Linked DNA regions of Camelus dromedarius: region 2 is linked to region 1. Evidence: chromatin contacts called from public Hi-C data. All regions are on one chromosome and are shown on one strand. Each heading gives the region's core, a stretch centred on a gene start, on an enhancer-like site or on the middle of the called end of the contact. The rest is flanking DNA. Distances are from core to core; before and after follow the strand shown. Region 1 holds the start of SMARCC1 (SWI/SNF related, matrix associated, actin dependent regulator of chromatin subfamily c member 1). Region 2 holds the start of ELP6 (elongator acetyltransferase complex subunit 6).

Region 1 (6,067 bases), core at 2,508-5,007:
CCAAAAATCTCACCTAAACATAAAAAGCTCGTAACAGCTTTCAAAATACTGAATCCTGATTAAGGGTTAAAAAAGTCGAATGATTATACAGACTACTTCAGTCATAAACATTTTATCTTTTCATCAACAACAAAAAAAGCTCCACAGCATGTTTTGCTTAAAACAACAAAAATTTTTTAGTCTCAAGTATTCTGATTAAGAAAGAAGATATGTTTAGAAAGTTTATCAATAAATTTGCTTTATATTATCTGTGACATTATTAAAGCAACACTAACAATCCCTAAACAATTACCCTAAACAGTTCTATTGTAGCAGATGTCCCATTAAAAAAAACTGTCTTAAACTGTTAAATATTTTCTGTAAAGGGCACTGAAATGCCTTCCTTGGGCAATTTAGTCTATTTTAATAAGGTACCTTGAATCTACATCATCTTTAAACCATCCTGAAATCTTATTTGAGGAGTAAGCCGAACTTCAAGAAGAAAGTTACCTGGAAACTTAATGGCTTACAGATATACTTCATCTCCAAGGTATCTGAGTTGAATCAATTTGAGGTCAAGGTTTTATCATCTGAAAACCACTCAGAAACTATGGACAGAAATACATCTCTCATCTTTATCAAAGTTAGGATGAAAGATATGTATGCAATAATACAAAGTAGGCAGCTTAGGTATATAAACAAGCTTCTGCATCACTAGTACTTAAAATGCAACCTCAGGCAGTTAACCTTCCTACACTTAAGTTTCCGCTTACCTAAACTGGTCACCTCCTCTGGACTCCTTTTGGCTAGCTGAAGCTCATCCCTGTCAAAAAATATTCTTTCTCTCCCTTCTGTATTACTAAGCCAAATTTATCAACAAAGCCTTAATAAATAGGTTCCTAGACTAGTTAATCTGTTCATTCATTGAACAAATATTTACTGAGCACCTCCTATGTGCATTCAGAAGACAAAAACAACGCAAGGAAGTTCTCTTTTAATTTGAAATCATCTGGGTTTTTACAAGTTGGTGCTTGTGTCTACCTTTTCCACAACATTGTGAGTTCCTTAAAGAAAGGGATTACGTGTAAAGGAAAAAAAAATAATTAGGGTTTAGAGCCAGGCAGACTTTCCTTGAATCAAATCTGCCACTCCTAACTGTAATCTTAATGACGTTACTTAAACTGGAGCCTCAGGTTTCTCTCACCTGTCAAATGAAGTATATAATACCTATAATTCAGGACTGTTGTGAGGATTTACGTGAGTTATGTTTTAAATGCCTGGATAAGGTAGATGCACAGTTGTTCACCAAATGTATGCATAAACCCATCAATAAAAATGGTACTACCAATGTCATGTTTATTTCATAGAGTTGAAAATGCAGCATGAAATGCACTAGAAAAGTTTAGTTAAGTCCCATCAATGTGCATACCAAGTAGAGATGTATCATGTATAAAATAAGCAAAGAACCTTCTGGTTAATACTTTCACCACACCAACAACACTTTCAGAGGCTGATAGGATTCTGGCTGTCAGGCACAAGGGATATACAATTTTGAATCTGAGTAGGCCCAAGAAATACACTCTGGTTTTTTGAAACTCTGAGAAGTCAAACCTAACTTTAACTTTGTCTTTAAGGCCTCAGGGACACTGAGCCAGTATTAGCCAACTGGCCTCAGCACTCTGGGACAAATCCTGCAGTCAGCCTCACAGCCACTTCCTCATCCACCCAAACAAATCTCTGAAAGACTATCCAAGCCTAAAGCTGCCCTCTTAAAATTGAGCCCAAAGAGATGCACAGAGTTTGGAGAAGTCGAAATTACTATTATTGTATTTCCACTTTTCTTTCCCCTTCCTTGATATCCAAGGGAATATTCCTCCTGAGTATTTCTTTGTTAAAGCTATACTTACATGTCAATTATATTTCAATAAAACTGGGGGAGGGGGGGTCCCAGAATGGTGATAAAATACATTAAGGCACATTAATTTAAGACCCAGTGTACTGGCTCAAGGGTACATGATAAAAAATATTTTCATAATATAAATATATTTAATTCCCTTAGCTATTACCAGAAGCTCAACTACCTGCACAAAAGTAACCACATTTGCTCGTCTTTTTTTTTTTTTTTTAATGGAAGTACTGGGGACTGAACCCAGGACTTTGCACATGCTAAGCACACACTATACCATTGAGTTATATCATCAAAAAGTGACCAATTTATCACTGTATAAGGAAGAACAATATCCTCCTCTACTTACATGAAGATGAGAATAGTCTACAATCCCAAATGTGACTCCAAAATTTCGTGGGGGGTGGGGGGAATTCAAATCATAAGAAAATAAACCGTAAATTAAAATATAAATTGTCTCACTTCCTGAAACTTCAGATTAGAAATAATCATTTTTGAAAGCATTACAGTGTAATGTCAAAATAACCCAAGATCCTTGCCCTTGTCTAACAACTTCCAGAAGCTGAAAGACTTCACTGCACTGAACACCCCAAATCGGTCGGTTCCTAGACTATCTTTTCATTCATTCAACATTTACTAAACAACTACTAAAGGCTAGGACACGTTGTAGGGAACAGGCCTGACAAGGTCCTTGCCCCAGTGCTATGGTCCACAATAGGGGAAGTAGAGAACTGAAAAGGATGTTCCGGAAATTCGGAGGCAGAGGGATTATTTTTGGCAGTCTGCTTCCTTATACCTTCTAAGGGAGTCACTCCTATATATTTACGTGAAGAGGAAGCTAAAAAACATAAACAAGGGGCTAAGTCACAGCTTTCAATACCACTGACTTAGTGGAACTTACATTCCAAAGGTAGGAGAAACAGGTAAATGAAAAGAATCTCTAACAGTGGTATGAAGAAAATAAAGCTGATATGAAGTGGGATGATCTAACAAACATGGGGTTCGTTAAGAAAGATCTCGCACGAGGTACAGGTGAACATTAACTCTTGCACTCACACTATACATAACCAGAAGTACTGTGACGTAAAAGCCGTCATTTTTTTTATATAGTTCTCATTTAGACTGTAATTCGTTGTATTAACTTGTTACTAACGTCCGAGTATGGTCGGTATGGTTTATCAACAACAGGTAGTAAAACCTTAGTCACCTCACTTGACTTTGAAGACTAGTCTCTAAACAAAACTTGCACTTGCTTTTTACAGCTTTGGCTCAGGCAGTTTCAATAATCATTGTTCACACACATCAAGTAGCCAACAAAAGAGGAAGATTCACACCCTCCGCGTTGCTCAGCTCGTTCTGCTGCTGCACAGCAATGAGCAGGGTCTTTCGCTGGGGTGCGTGGGCTCCAAGGAGCGGAGCCCCGAGGGCCGGTGGCGCCCCGGGCGCCCGCGAGAGCACACCGCGGGGGCGTGGCGGGCCCGGTGCCTGCCTTTGTTGTCCCTCGTGGCGCGCGGGGGGAGGGGCGGCCCGAGGCCCGCGAGGCCAGTAGCCGCCCCCGACCCCGTCGCGTGGCCTCCCGGCCCCTACGGGCGCGCGAACCCACCTTCTTGTAGTGCTTGCCCAGCCAGACCCGCACCGAATCCAGCTGGGACACCGTCTCCGGGCTCTCCCAAAACTTGCTGGCCGGGCCCCCGTCCTTCCGCCGATAAACGGCTAGGCCCGCGGCCGCCGCCGCGCCTCCCGCGCCCGCAGGGCCCGCCGCCGTCCCCAGCCCGCTGCCGCCTGCCGCCGCGGCCATAGTCGGCGTCCGTCGTCCCCGCCGCCCGGCCTGCCCCGGCCCTCGCGGCGTTCCCCGTTCGCACCCGCGCGCGCGCGCGCGCGTAGCCGCCACAGCCGCCTCCCGGCCCCGCCCAGCCAGCCCTCTTCCGGCGCGGATGCCCGGCCCCGCCCCTTCTCGGGACCGGCGCCCTAACCGACGAGGGCACGCGCACACGCATGCGCAGCACTCGTGCCAGGCGGGCCGCTGACGAGCACCTTCGCCCGCCTCTTCCGCCAGCTCGCAGACTGCTCACCCTCTCCGCCACCCAGCCTCGGCCTCTGCGAGTCTGGCACTTTCCCAGGTTCCTGTGTGGAATCGTTCTGCGGGCTACAGCTGCACGGAGGTTCTGTGTCATCGCCTGCCACGGCTGGGGAGAAACGGGCTGGTGTGAGATCTTCCGAGGGGAAAGCCCCTTTAGAGTGTCGCGTGCTGGCGGAGGAACTCACACTCCGGGTGGAAATCTGCGCCTGCCCCGGCTTGCCCTTAGACCTTCTGCACGAGGCACCTGTCGGCCTTTGTAAACCCATTGGGGAACGCCACCCCGAGATTCTTTGGCTTCACACACTTTCCTCCCCTTCATGGCCTCAACCACACCAGCACGTTCCTGCCTTGGGGCCCTTGCACCAGCTGTTCCCGCGACCTGGACAGTTCTTCCCCTCTAATAGTCTCTGAGACGCTTTTAGAGTCATAGCTTAGATACTTAAGAAAAGCGGTCCCTGACGATACGAGCTTGAACAGTTAATCATACTCGACATTCTCTGCGTAGCACTCCCCACGACCTGGTATTTTTCTTATTTTCTTACTTTACGCATAAATTATATGGGAGCCTTGTCTTATTCACAGGTGTACCCTCAATGCTGGGAACAGAGCCTGTTACCTAACAGGTGTTCAATAAATATTTGATGAATGAATGAATGAGTGACTTACAGGGAAACAGAGAGGTTTTAAATTACTAACAAAGTATGATTGGCCGTTACAGAGTTTTGAACATAAAACTATCTGACCCCAGAATAGCAGGTGACTAGTTGGTTGTGAGAAAGTCCGGTGAGTTATGAAACCAACATTAAGAATGAATAGCATGTGATCAGGGAGGAAAGGAGATTTCAGACACACTGAATAACTGGAACAAAGGCAATGAATTGTGAAAGCATGCAGAGTGAAACTCTCCTTAAACCCATGGAGTGAAAACAGAGATGTTACTTGGGGTGGCAGTGAATTTTGACTATCTTCTAAGCATTGAGAAACCAGCTTGAACAAAGAAAATGACATGACCAGATTTATATATTGGGAAGTATCAGTTGCAGCAATGTAAATGCTTCAGTAGAAGAAAGACTGAAGAAAAGATGACCTGATGTCTAGGACAGAAACAATGAGAATAAGATATGAGTAAAACATGAATCATGCTCTCTAGGATCTCAGACTTTAGAAATAATGATAATAGCTGGTGTTTATGGAGCAATTATTGTGTGCCATGCTGTGTGCTAAGTACACCTACATTAGTGCAAGTAAGGAAATCGAGGCAGAGAGATATGAAGTAACTGGCTTTCAAGAGTCAGTCCTGGAGCCAGCCCCTCTTCCCAACTACAATATCTTTTCTCTTCTTTCTTCCCTTCCTTCCTTTTTTTTTTTTTTTTTTTCTTTTAATGGAAGTAGTGGGGTTTGAACCCAGGACCTTATGCATGCTTAGCGTGCACTCTACCACTCAGCTATACCCCTCCCCTACTACAGTGTGTTTTCTGTTAATAGTATGAGAGTAGAGCAGACAAAATGCACTGGAGGAGTTCAAAAAGCTATTTCATTTGCCTAGAGCCATAGAGAGGGAGCTTAGTTCTTCCAATGCACTGGTATTCCCACTTTTTTGCTCATATAACTTGGAAAATAATTTGGAAAACCATATGCCTTTTTTTTTTAGGAAAACATCTAAAATTTCTCATCAAAGGTTGAACAATTGAAGAGCACATATAAAGACGGACATTTTTTAATGAAATGGTTACATCACATTTTTTAAGTTTTTATTTTGAAATAATATCAAACTTACAAAAAAATTGCAAGTACAGTGCAAAGAATGTTTCCTTTTCCTGAACCTTTAGAGAGTCACTTACTGACGTGATGCCCATGAGTCTCAAAAATGTTACTGTGCATTTCCTACAGACAAGTGTATCCTTACATTATCACAACACAACCATCAACACCAGGAAATTAACATTAATACTATCCTCAGACCCCATTCACGTTTTCCCTGTTGCCCCCATAAGTTCCTAATACCAAAGTTTGCAGTTCAGAATCATGCACTGCATGAGGTAAAGGTTTCAAATCTCCTCCCATCTGGAAGAGTTCCTCAGTCTTTAACTTCCACAACGTTG
Region 2 (6,067 bases), core at 1,322-3,821, 180 kb before region 1:
ACATGCTACTCTCTGGAAGAGCTGGGGAGGGAACAAGATGGTCTATAATCTGTTACCTAATTAAGTAGTCACCTGGTTACCCAAACACCAAAGCCCTGGCTGGTTAATACTATCTCTATTGTTTCCTGGAACAGGCTTTTTTTTGCCCCTCTGCCTTGGGTTTCTTTTTCTACAGCATCAATGAGTTCCATACCTTTGAGGTAGAAGGAGAGAAAGTGGTGCACAAGGAAACTGCCATCTGTCTTGGCATCACAGAGTAAAGTCAGTTTCCCCTAAAAGTTAAGAAGAACATAAAAAGGTGAATTACACTCCCTGGAAAGAGGTGAACTGACTATAGAAATCTAGTCAATTGTGTCCACCCCTATACTGCTGTATCTGGAGACTGTGTGTGTGTGTGTGTGTGTGTGTGTGTGTTTAATAAAAAAGAGTAAGAAGGAGAAGGAAATAATAAGCCAAAATTATGGAAAACCCAACAATTAAAGTGATTAGTATTAAGTCACTCATTATGGGCAAGCATATCTTAGCTTCCACTTTCCCAAGGCAAAAATAGAATAAAATCCATTCTTTTCCTCACTCCTCGCCTTAGTGACTCAAGGATCAGTCTTAGGGAGAATTAAATCCTGAACAAAGGAAGCTTTTACCATCAGAATCCAACAAAAATCACAGACTGCCAAAAATGTAAGGGAACTTTAATAGAGGTCATCTGATCCACCTACTTTAAATTCTGGTTCTAATTCTGTCCACAGGGTAAGGGACAGGGAGGAAGCAGTTATTGACAGAGACCTCTTGTAACAAAGTTCTCCCAATGGCCCTGGACACTGCTTCAGGTAGAACTCTGATCATGGGGAGCCCTGGAAAGACCTCTAAAGATGGTCTCTGCAGTGCCTGGCTGCCCTACTCCATCCACCTCTAGCTCCCTGTCTGTGACAGGGAAGGTCACCTCTGTGCTATCGTGACTTTTTTTCACTTACAAAATATGAAAGGTCACAGCAGCAGACCTGGAGGGTTACCGCCATTGTTGCCATTTCCTGGTGCCCACTCCTATCCACCATTCCCTCACTCTGGCCCTGGGCTGCGAACTTGGGAGGTGCTAGCAGTAATTGGCAAGGTAACCAGCGCCACCTGGAGGCTTGGGCAGGCAAGAACTGCTGGGCGGTTAAAATCCACAAGCTTCTACTGAAAAGTACAATTCACTTAGCACTGTGGGATCAGAAAAAGGCTTTACATTCACGATATCTTGACTGCCTCGAGGAGCTTACTATTTCATTAGAAAGACAACAGTTATGAAATAAAGCAGGTGTGTTACTAGGAGAGGTAACTCCGGGGCTAAAATGTGAAAAATTTCAAGGTGCCTTAGGGTTCGGGGAGGAGGGTGAAGAAAACAGAGTGGCGAGGCTGTGGTGCCAAAGGTGGACTTATACAGTCCAATGTTGGCCGGGAACAGCTTCAAAGAGCATTACTGGAGGCCACGAGGAGGAAGAGGAGCAGCAGCGTTCACTGCGACCTGCCGAGCGCTTCCGGGCCAGAAGGCGGCTCATGACGGCTAAGAAGCTGGTCCCGCATGAAGGGTGGGAAGTCGAACACTGCCTTCCGGCAACCTCTTCTGGGCGCCAGGACTTCCACTCTACTGAGCACGCACAGGGTTCCCTGGTACACGTCTGTGAACTTAAACGAATCCGAACGTCGGACGTGCTTCCTGGAGAATTTCAAGGGCACACACGACCTTTGGGAAGACGCGAGAAGGTCCAGAAGCCTTCCTTCCGCAGGCTTAAGTGTCCAGCCCAGCCCCGGGTGCGCCCCCTGCAGACTACCACTCCCAGCAGCCACCGGGCCCCCCGAACATCGCGTTATTTCCCACGAGTCCGCGAGCGCTTCATCCGGTTATGCAGTCTTCCGCCACGCTCCCGGGACCCGCCACGCTCCCGGGGCCCGCCCCCTTCCCGACTGCGCAACCTCTTACCTGCTCCGCCCTGTCAGGGGTGGTGTTGAGCAGGTTGTTGAGTTCTGGGAACATTCCGAGCTCCGGACCAGGAACTAGGGCTGCTGCTGAGAATAGAGAGCAACATCCACCACTCAGGACCACGTGGACATAGCGCGCACGCGCAACGCCGCTTCTAAGCGCCTGCCGAAGCCAATCTGGCGGGCGTCTGGACCCGCTGCCGGCGCACGCGCAAGGGCGCACATCCGGCCGGGCGCTGGGCGTGCTGGGCTGTGCGGCTGCTCTCCTGGGGCTCCCCCGTGTGGCGGGACCCGGTTGGTTTCTTCTTCCCTTGTCAGCGCGCTCTCCCCAGCCCGGGGCTCCGGGACAGTGCAGCCTGTCGAGCTTCCGCAGTGTGCCTCAGTCCTAGAAGCTCGGGCTACAACTGGCCTGGACCGCACCGTGAGCCAGAGTTTCCATGGAAACTGCGAGATTAAGATTGATGTGGAATGTAGTCACTTACCTGAAGCTCTGCACCTGGGCTGGAAATGGAGGCTGCCTCCCTCTGTCAAAACGACTTAGATCCTACAGCCAAGAGTGGGATCTTTCACGATTATGCATATGTAAAAAAGAGGAAAGCAGGCTGTGGCATCCGGGAGCTAACCTGACACTCACAGCTAGGTCTTGGTGTTTTCCTCTTGAGCGTAAACAATTTCAGAAAACATCAACAGCAGGAAGATGATGATGGATGAAGACAAAAGTAAACCACTCCATAATCATGTTGGACACAAAACATGAACATTGACTAAGCGACAAACCAAACATCCCTTCTCCCAGCGAGTAAGAGTGCCGCTTCTTTACTAAATACATGGAAATTAGGAGTTTGGGATTAGAGGATAAAAGTAAGGTATAGAAAATAGATAAACAACAAGATCCTACTGTATAGCATAGGGAACCATATTCAATATCTTGTAAATTCTATAATATAAAAATATGAGAAATATATATATATATAACTGAATCACTATGCTGTACACCTGAAATTAACACAATACTTTAAATCAACTATATTCCAATAAAAATAAATAAATAAAATAAAAATCCCCAAACATCGCACAGCCCTGCCCCAACCCTGTTCCAATCACTGTTGAGTCCACACCATAGTTTCCCCTTGCCGTCCTATCTCTAAGTTGGTTTCCTCCAGGTGCTGCCTGGCACCTCCGCCGCCTGTGACAAAGGAGTCTTTACAGCCCCAAGTGGGAGGTGAACCTGCAAAAGCCGTAGAGACCGCAGGCAAGAGCCCACAAGAGAAGCTGAAAGAAGGCTGGGGTAATCCCGAGCACACCCACCGGAGGGCAGCAGACACCGCCTAAAGCGGCTGGGCTGCCAGGACCTGAGTGTTGACCAACACCTGCATTCGCAGACCTTTAGCCAGGCTCCTTGGCTTCCCCCTCAGAAGCTCAGCCCTGTGCCCTTCGTGGGCTCTGCTCTTCTCAGTAATGTCCCCACCGCCCTGACTCTCACGCCTTCTTGGCTCCCACCTTGCTCAGAGTAAAGGCCAGAGACCTCAGCTGGCCTCAGAGGGCTGGCCCCATACTGCTCGGAACGCCTGCTCCTCACCTGCTCCAGCCCCACCGGCCTCCCTGCAGCCTCAGACGCCACCACACTCAGAGCCTCTAGCTTCTGCCCCTCTGCCTGTACGACTCTCCTGCCACATGTCTGTAGAGCTCCTTCCCCGAACTCCACATCTTTGCTTTGTGAGACCGTCCCTAAGTCAGTCCCATGTGGCAGACGTGGAGTCGCACCACCCAGACCCCACTTCCCAGAAGGATCTGCAGGCATTGCCAGACATCCTACCAGGATCCACCTGGGCTACAGAGGGCCCCCTTGTCTGGTGACTAAGTGAACCTGGGGGACTGGGGCCTGGTTATTTCTGCCCCAGGTTGGTGGGGGTGGAGAGGGCCCTTGGACAGAGGACGCTCACCCCAGAACCCATAGCGGTCTTGTTGGGCTGCATCACTGTTCAAGGTCTCCCAGCCCAGCCCTGCTTCCACCCCAAACTCCACGACTGGGCTTCAGCTCCTTCGGTACCCTAGCCCTCCCCACCCTCACCCTGTGTTGTTTTTCTCTGCAGAACTTATCTGACTCACAACTCAGTTTGATACCCAGTGTCTCTCCTCAAGCGCATGTAAGCTGGGTGAGGGGAGGGATTTTTGCCTCTTGATTAGTGAAGCACCTAGAAGAGTGCCTGTGATACAGTAAATGTGATGAGTGAGTGAGTGAGTGACAAATGGGACTCGGGCCTGCGGGTACTTTCGCAGAGCTGGAGGAAGTGTGCTTTCCAGAAGGCTGCAGATGAGGGAGGGGAGTTCTTAGCCTGGTTTCCCCCAGTGGCTGACCCCACCCAGATGAGGTCCTTTACTGAGAAGGGAACCTCAGAGCCGACAGTGAGACAGAAGTTGGAGAGGCCTGATGAGCTGTGTGGTTGAGCCGGGGCCCCCAGAACTGTGCTCCTGCAGGTCAGGGACTAGAACATTTTTCGCCTGCTGAGGAGGGTGGATTGCCTGCTCCACGAGTGGTCTGCTCAGCCTGCCCCTCTTGATGTTGAAGGAGCCTTTGCCTGGAGTAACAGGGTGAGCATCCGAGGAAGTCAAAGCTGACATCAGAGGAGAGTCTGTGCATCCGAGGAAGTCAAAGCTGACATCAGAGGAGAGTCTGTGCGGGGCCATGACCACTGACGGAGGAAGGCAGGGGGGTTGGTGCCCTGCTGACGAGAAGGTGGGAGCTTAGACACAGCACTGGCTGCGTTCCAAGGGGCAAAGCAGGAGACCAGGAGGGGCTAAACCAGGCCTAGCAGTGGGGTGGAGGGAGGAGAAATCGTAAAAAGCCATGCAGGCTGGAGAAGTGACAAGACACCGGGGCAGAGAGTGAAGGGCTCAGAGTGGGAGGGAGGCATCCCTGGCAACACAGGAGGAAGAGTGGGGCTCAGGATGGGTTTACACCAGGTGTGTTTGAGGCCCTGGTTCCTGTGCTCTTTCAGCCAGACCACCTTTATATATCAATTGACTTTTTTCCGTCTCAAAGTCCAGTTGCTCTCAGCTGAGATGCTGGCAGGTGACACCTGGCCACACTGGCTCACCAGCCTCGGCCCCTGTGTTCTACCTTCTGCTGCTTCCACTGACTTGCCCAGTGCACTCTGTGCCAAGATGGGCAAGAGGACCAGAAAAATGGGTGCAAATGGGGCAGGGGGAGGGAGTTTGCTTAATGGTTTCTGTTCTGCATAACCTCAAAATCTTTTTCCAGGAAAGAACTACAGAGCTTCAGAAAATATAAGTTACTTCAATGCCTATGACAGTCACCTGGTGATCTGACATCTTGTAATATCCAAACCAAAATCCTAGTACTTCTAATTGCCCATTGGCGTTCCACTGCTGGCAAAGCAATGTGAGAATCCCTGCATTCCTCCTCCCTGGTCAAACCAGTGACAATTGCAAAAAGAAATACAGCCATTTAAAGTCCCTGGAAATTGTCCTAAGGGCATTCAGCAAATGAAGAAATATTTATTCATAAAATCTACTCAATAAGAAAAATGAAAGTTATGGCGTTTGAACCAGTCTCATTTCCTCCCTTTCCTGTCCTGGTCCAGCAAGATGAAAACTCCACTCCAGACTGGTGTGGCCCAGAACACAAGGACTCCCTCTCCCCCCAGGTCCCAGTTGGAGAACCATCTCCAGCTTGGGTGCAATGCCACTGAGAATACTGGGGTCCTGACTGTCTTCACCTTGACGCATAAGGTGAAGATAAACAATGAAGAGTTGAAGTTACTTCCCACCTGCACAGAGGGACCAGCTGCTGGAGCAGGGGACCGCTCAGAGATGTGCCAGGTCCCAGCCACTGTCCAGAGCCACAGCTCAGAGATTTTGCCTGGGCTAAGGAGAAGGCAGGGAGTTCCAGATTTCTTCCCAAAAGGATTGACTTCATTTGCAACAGAGCACGAAGAAGTTCAAACCTAGAGGTGCTCTGAGAAACAATGGCAGTTGTAGTGAAAAGCAATTAAGAGGAGAATGGTGGATTCATTAGAGATGTAAGTGAAACTAACCAACTGTACCTGCCAACACTATTGACGTCCAAGAATGACTGTGGGCATAC

Evidence for each region. Hi-C and Micro-C count contacts between places; a contact is called where the count stands out from the background.
Region 2: a Hi-C map of blood shows a contact between it and region 1, with 7 times the contacts expected there. The contact joins the promoter of ELP6 here to the promoter of SMARCC1 in region 1. A contact is called at or near these places in 2 of 2 Hi-C or Micro-C datasets (blood and muscle).

Annotation. Positions count from the first base shown.
Region 1 is chr17:34,982,035-34,988,101 of mCamDro1.pat, reverse strand. SMARCC1 (SWI/SNF related, matrix associated, actin dependent regulator of chromatin subfamily c member 1) reads right to left here and starts at 3,757. Exons shown (of 28, transcript XM_064496598.1): 1 at 3,489-3,757. The coding sequence starts at 3,683.
Region 2 is chr17:35,161,630-35,167,696 of mCamDro1.pat, reverse strand. It overlaps ELP6 (elongator acetyltransferase complex subunit 6), which reads right to left and starts at 2,571. Exons shown (of 8, transcript XM_064496600.1): 1 at 2,442-2,571; 2 at 1,961-2,043; 3 at 194-272. The coding sequence starts at 2,014.